Regions from separate parts of the Anser cygnoides genome. Here region 1 is linked to region 2. A link is a contact called in public Hi-C data. All regions are on one chromosome and are shown on one strand. The core of a region is the stretch at or near the end of the contact, and the rest is flanking DNA. Distances in the headings are between cores, read along the strand shown.

The links. Hi-C and Micro-C count contacts between places; a contact is called where the count stands out from the background.
Region 1: a Hi-C map of liver shows a contact between it and region 2, with 2.1 times the contacts expected there. The contact joins the enhancer-like site here to the promoter of NPHP3 in region 2. A contact is called at or near these places in 4 of 7 Hi-C or Micro-C datasets (granulosa cells and liver).

What each region holds. Positions count from the first base shown.
Region 1 is chr2:46,418,130-46,420,829 of Taihu_goose_T2T_genome, forward strand. All of the region lies in intron 2 of TMEM108 (transmembrane protein 108), which reads left to right. Among named protein-coding and RNA genes, the nearest start is that of TMEM108, 28 kb to the left of the region's middle. Within about 2 kb of position 1,317, at least 1 of the 3 cell types and tissues checked has open chromatin away from gene starts, as enhancers often do. A contact at or near this core is called in liver, where this site is marked.
Region 2 is chr2:46,307,314-46,310,013 of Taihu_goose_T2T_genome, forward strand. It overlaps NPHP3 (nephrocystin 3), which reads right to left and starts at 1,285. Exons shown (of 27, transcript XM_048053030.2): 1 at 776-1,285; 2 at 310-435. The coding sequence starts at 1,123.

The DNA of each region.
Region 1 (2,700 bases), core at 67-2,566, 110 kb after region 2:
ATTGACATTAATAGCTATTCTTAAAAGTCAAAAACCGGGCTTTATTTCTGACAAGGGGGGCACGTTTGATTGATAGTGAACTCATTACAATCATTTACTAGAGTCCGGCAGTCCTGATGCCGTGATGTTTATGACAGCTGTGCTTCAGCACGCACGCTTACAGCCGCACTCTGGCTGCTCCAAAGCTTGGAACTTAATGCTGTGGGTTTGGGGGGCAGAGAGGAGAAAGAGAAGGGAAGAGGCACCTGTAGAAAGTAAACACACTTTCTAGACATCACTTGTCTTTTCACAGAGTGGGGGAACATATTTATGTTGTAAATCTTGTGCTTTGACTTTAGCCATTTGTTTTGCTCACGTTGATGCAAACTTCTTGAAGCTGCAGCACGCTGGTGGTGAAATGCACGAGGAGCGGAGACTCTGCCTGTTAAAAAAATCCAAAAATGCTCTGCAATGGTATTAAATCCCTAGCCTGTGCGAAAGGTTCATTACATGCTTGAGAAAAGCAGACTTTTCAATTAGCCTTACTTTTGTCATTCATGCTTGGTTACTTTTTGTTTAATGTACAGTAAATAGTCATGAGAGATAGAGCCAAATAGTTTCAATTCAACTTTGTAACTAAGCTAGAAATAAAATGCTGTTGGGGAAAAAAAAATGGCAAATTCAGACTTGTATGAACTAACTTGGCAAGAGTAAATATTACACTAGCTGTAGTTGCATTGATTACAAGAAAAAGAAGGGATGGCTGTGAATGAAGTCCAAAGGACAACAGCTGTGGCCTGAAAAATCAATATATTAGAATAAATTGTGTAAAATGCCAGCTGAAGTTGAAAAGCATGTTCTGTTGAGAAAATCAGTAAAAGTAGGTATTGGACTGCAGAACCTTTCTCCTCAGGAGTTCTCCTTCAGTAAATTTTTAATGAATTGTGAACAATACTCTGAAATCTAAAGGAAATTTTGAAGATTTTATCTTTTTGACGGCAAAAAAAAAAAAAGACTTTTCAAGTACTCAAAGTGCAGGGCAACTTTAAGTGATTACACAACTAGAAGTTTTTCTGTGCAGCGTTAAGGAGGTTTTTTAATGGTCATGAGCCTGTTCCTGATCCTTATAACAAGTTTTTAAAGCATCCCTACCCAGCATGCAGCCTCATTTATATAGGATTGTGAGTTTGCAGGGCTGGACTGACAGCAAAGTAAACCAGAGCTCTAATCTTCACCATGAGAGCTGTGAAATAAATAAAAACAGTAAAGACTAGGGCTCAGAAATTCTGCATAAGTAAATAATGGGATAAAAATTAACTTTGTGCAGTGTCAGAGGCAATTTTGACTCTACATCAACTGTCATATCTTTTAATGAAACACCTTACAAAGATGCAAGTTTATTGCATAGTTTGTGAAAACAGCAAGCTGTGAGTGGTATAAGTACTTGTAAGTCTATAGGAACATGCTGTATGAGTAGCAATGACTAATCTGCTTATATCCAGTGCCACTTGTTATATAAATCAAGGCTTTAAATGAGGCATTTGTCATTACAGCCCTCTGTCAAAAGATGAGACAGGATGTGTTGGTCCTGCAGTTTCTGGGAGCACAAGTATCAGCTGACAAACACATGAGGTTTTCTGGCAAAAATGCACTCGTGCCTATGGGAAAACAAAAACTCCCTCTTGAATAAAGACTCTGGATTGTGGTGCCTACAAACAGGTAGCACAACTATCAGGATGCACAGCCAAACTGTTGTTTTTGTACGTAATAAAGTGTTTTTTGTCATTGTTGTAACAAAAGCACGAACATTTCTGTAGGTGTTTGTTGGACATGCTTGTGCAAACCTGATCTTTCAGTCAGCCTCATTGATTAAGGTTGCATTTTCATTTTCACTAAAACTAGAGTTTACTTTGCATGAATATCACTGAAGAAAGAATGTAACATATATTCAGGCCCATCAATTTTTGTCCCTCTTTTATATTACTGATTCTATATGTCTTCTAAAGCAACCTTCCTTTGTTGAGCTGACTTAGCAAAGTGCTCTAACAGCTCTGTAGCATTTATGGTCTGAATGCAAGGTTGAAATGCAAAGAATATGTCTGCTTTAATACTACCAGTCGGAAGCAGAGAAGAGAACATAATTCTTCTCACTCTCAACATAACTCAGTGCTCCCAGCTCTTGGGAATAGTGTTTAAAAAAAAAAATCCTCAATTTGTAAATGATTTATAATCTGACTAGTTTTTATTTTAGACCCATGGCATGGTAAGATATGCAACCAGGATGTAAAGATGATCATGTTTGGGAGAAAAAAATAAGTGGAAATAGCTGGGGCAAAAACGTTTAAAGAGTTCTGTACACAGTGCAGATTTTTTAAGCATGACAGTGCTTTCTGTAAAATCGGTAATGAAAGTCTTATCTTTTTTATGTTCATATATATTAAAAAGCTGAAAATCAAGATACAGGGAAGCAAATAATTTTGATCGTTGCTCTTTTTTTTTATTTATCTATTAAAAAAAAAACCTACCTAAGCTATCTGAGTGTTAGTTATGCCTTGCATTATTCTCTATAGCTGTGGGTTATGTTGGACAAGGCTTCCATAATTATAACTAAAAGCAAAAAAAAAAAAATTCAGTTGCCAGTTGAAGGTTTCCCACTCAATAACGTGTACATGCCAGCATGAGTAGACCTGTGGTGGCAGCGCTGGGGTCATGGAGGTGGTG
Region 2 (2,700 bases), core at 35-2,534:
CTCTCAGGTACCAAAATTGCAAGAATCTGTGTTGAAATAACACAGGAATTTAGCTGAAAATGCATCACTGAGTATCCTCCTTTTAGTATGTAAAAGGTTGTTTTCTATTTTTTCTCTGTTTTATAGGGAAGTTTTAGTAAGATTATTTTGAAGAAAATAATCAGCCAAGACCATGATACTGCAATCTTTTTAAGATGGAAAGGTCCCCGTAAAAGCTGTTGGAAAGGAGTTCATTTGGGAATGTGACCAAGTAATATATTTATCTTTTTTTTTGATCATTTTCCCAGGGAAAGAAAAGTCAAGCCATACCTTAAACTGCCTTTTGACCTTGTCTCGATCATGTTCAAACGTTGCAGCTCTCTCCATGGCTTGGTATTTAGCTTCTAACGCGCATTCTTTCTCTCTGAGTATTTTCTGGTAAGTTTTCTGAAGTGCCTGAAAACATTTAACACACCGTTGTTTTTTTTTTTTTTTTTCTGAAAGAGCAGAATAGCCAATAAAAGCCTCAGCTTGTCAAAAACATTCCCGATCAGGACAGCGCCAACCCAGCACCCTACAACTCTCCCTGCTGCAGAGGAGATGCAGCGCTCGGCCCCGTCCCTAGAGGCGCACCTTGGCCACACCTTGACAGCTCACCAGGGTGGCGTGGGGACATATGCCACTTCCCCAGCACCCTGCCTTCCTCGGGAAGGAAAAACCACCGCGCTCCTCGCCTCCCCGCCACAGCTCTCCCGTGAAGCGGGGCGAGTGGTCCGAGGGGGCGGCGGGGGGCTACCTGCAGCTCGGCGCGCAGCCGCTTGTTCTCCCTGTCCAGCTTGGCCTCCTTCTTCACCATGGAGGCCACCTCGTTGTTCTTGCTGACGCGGAAGATCTCGTACTCCTTCTTCAGGCGCTCGTACTCGGCCACGCACTCCAGCTCCTGCACCGAGGCGGTCGACTTGAAGCTGGCCCCGATCAGGCCGCCGGGCCGCGAGGCCCCGACGCGCCGCAGGGAGCCGCGCAGCAGCCGGGCCTTGGGCTTCACCTCCACCGGGATCTCGCAGGCCTCGCCGCCGCCGTACGTGTCCTCGATCACCTCCCCGACCCCGCCCGCCGGGCTCACCAGCGACGACGCCGTCCCCATGGATAACCCCCTGGGTTAACCCGGGGAGGGGTTAACACCGAGGGGAGGAGGAGGCGCCGTTCCCGGAGGCGGCTGCTCCCTGCCCCAGCAGCGGCCCCCTGCCCCTCACCGCTCCCCCGGCCCCGCCGAGCCGCGGAGCCCGCCCAGCCCCGGGGCCATGGCTGGCTCCTGGCGGCGGCCGGAGGAAGGGAGGGCGGGAGGAAGCCGCTGCAAGGGCCGCCTCCCTCTTTCTCTCCCTCCTTCCCGTCCCGTCCCGTTCCATCCTGTCCCGTCCCGTCCCGTCCCGATCCGCGGCGGGGGGGGGCGGCTGGCGGTGGTATGGGCAGGGAACGGGAAGCTCTGAGGAAATGTGGGTTATTTTCAGGTTTTGCCTCAAAATAAAGGAGCTAAGCTGAAATCTAACGCCGGGAGGGCGTGTGGATCATGGGAAAGGAGGGCTCGAAAGGCATATCTCCGACGATGTTCACAAGGAGCAGGGTGCAGGAGGGGTGCCTGCTGTGCCCCGGGCACGGCAAGCCCTCCCGGTCGCCCTGCCGCCATTTTAGCGTTCCTCGGGCAAGCCTCACGTCCCCCCGAAGCCGCCAGGCCCTGCCGAAAAGCCAGCGAAAGTTTTCCATTTTCTCTCCAAAGTATGCCACCTCACGGGGTCTGTCACTGGCCTTGAAAGCCACACAATGCACCGAGATGATATACAGGTTTATAAGGCTCCAATCTCCTCAGCCAAATGCACGCATACAGGTTGTGACCCGAGCTTTTATGAGGCTGAGACCCTGTGGGGAACTCTCTCTCACCACCTTAAAATACTGACCCTTGAGAGCATTTAGTATCCTCTGAATAAAAAGAAATGAGAATTGATGGTACTGCGTTTACCAAGAAGCAAGTGCTAGGTAATGACATACCACACTTCGGCTCAGTGTTTGTGTATTGCGCAGCTTCCATAGCTCAGTTTAAACTTTTTAATTCTCCATTTGATAATCTTCCCTTTTAGGAATAAGGCAGTTGTAGATTACATGCCTTTTAGATTATCCTCTGACATGGTGTGTTTGATAGCTAGTTTTAAAAATGAAATGCGTTCTCTGTCCCCTGAAAATTAAATGTTGTATGCTGAAGGCAGGGTTATGTACCTCTTCAAAAGCTTTGGTTCCTTCGACCATCATGGGTATTTCAGAGAAACAGATCCATGAAACTCAGGAGAATGTCAGTTTGTTCCCACATCTCAGAACCTGTTTTACTGTCAGCATGAAAACCAAAAATATAGCTACTTTAAAGCGATTTTTTCCTCGCATATGTGCCAGGTTTGTTAGACATGACCAATTTTAATACCAATCTTTTTTTTTTCTTAAAGAATCATAGAAGCATTAAGGTTGAAAAAGACCTCCAAGATCATCTGGTCCAACCATCCTCTTACCACCAATATCACCCACTAAACTATGTCCCTAAGCACCGTCTCCAACCTTTCCTTAAACATCCCCAGGGACGGTGATGCCACCACCTCCCTGGGCAACCCATTCCAATGCCTGACTGCTCTTTCTGAGAGGAAATGTCTCCTCATTTCCAACCTGAACCTCCCCTGGAGC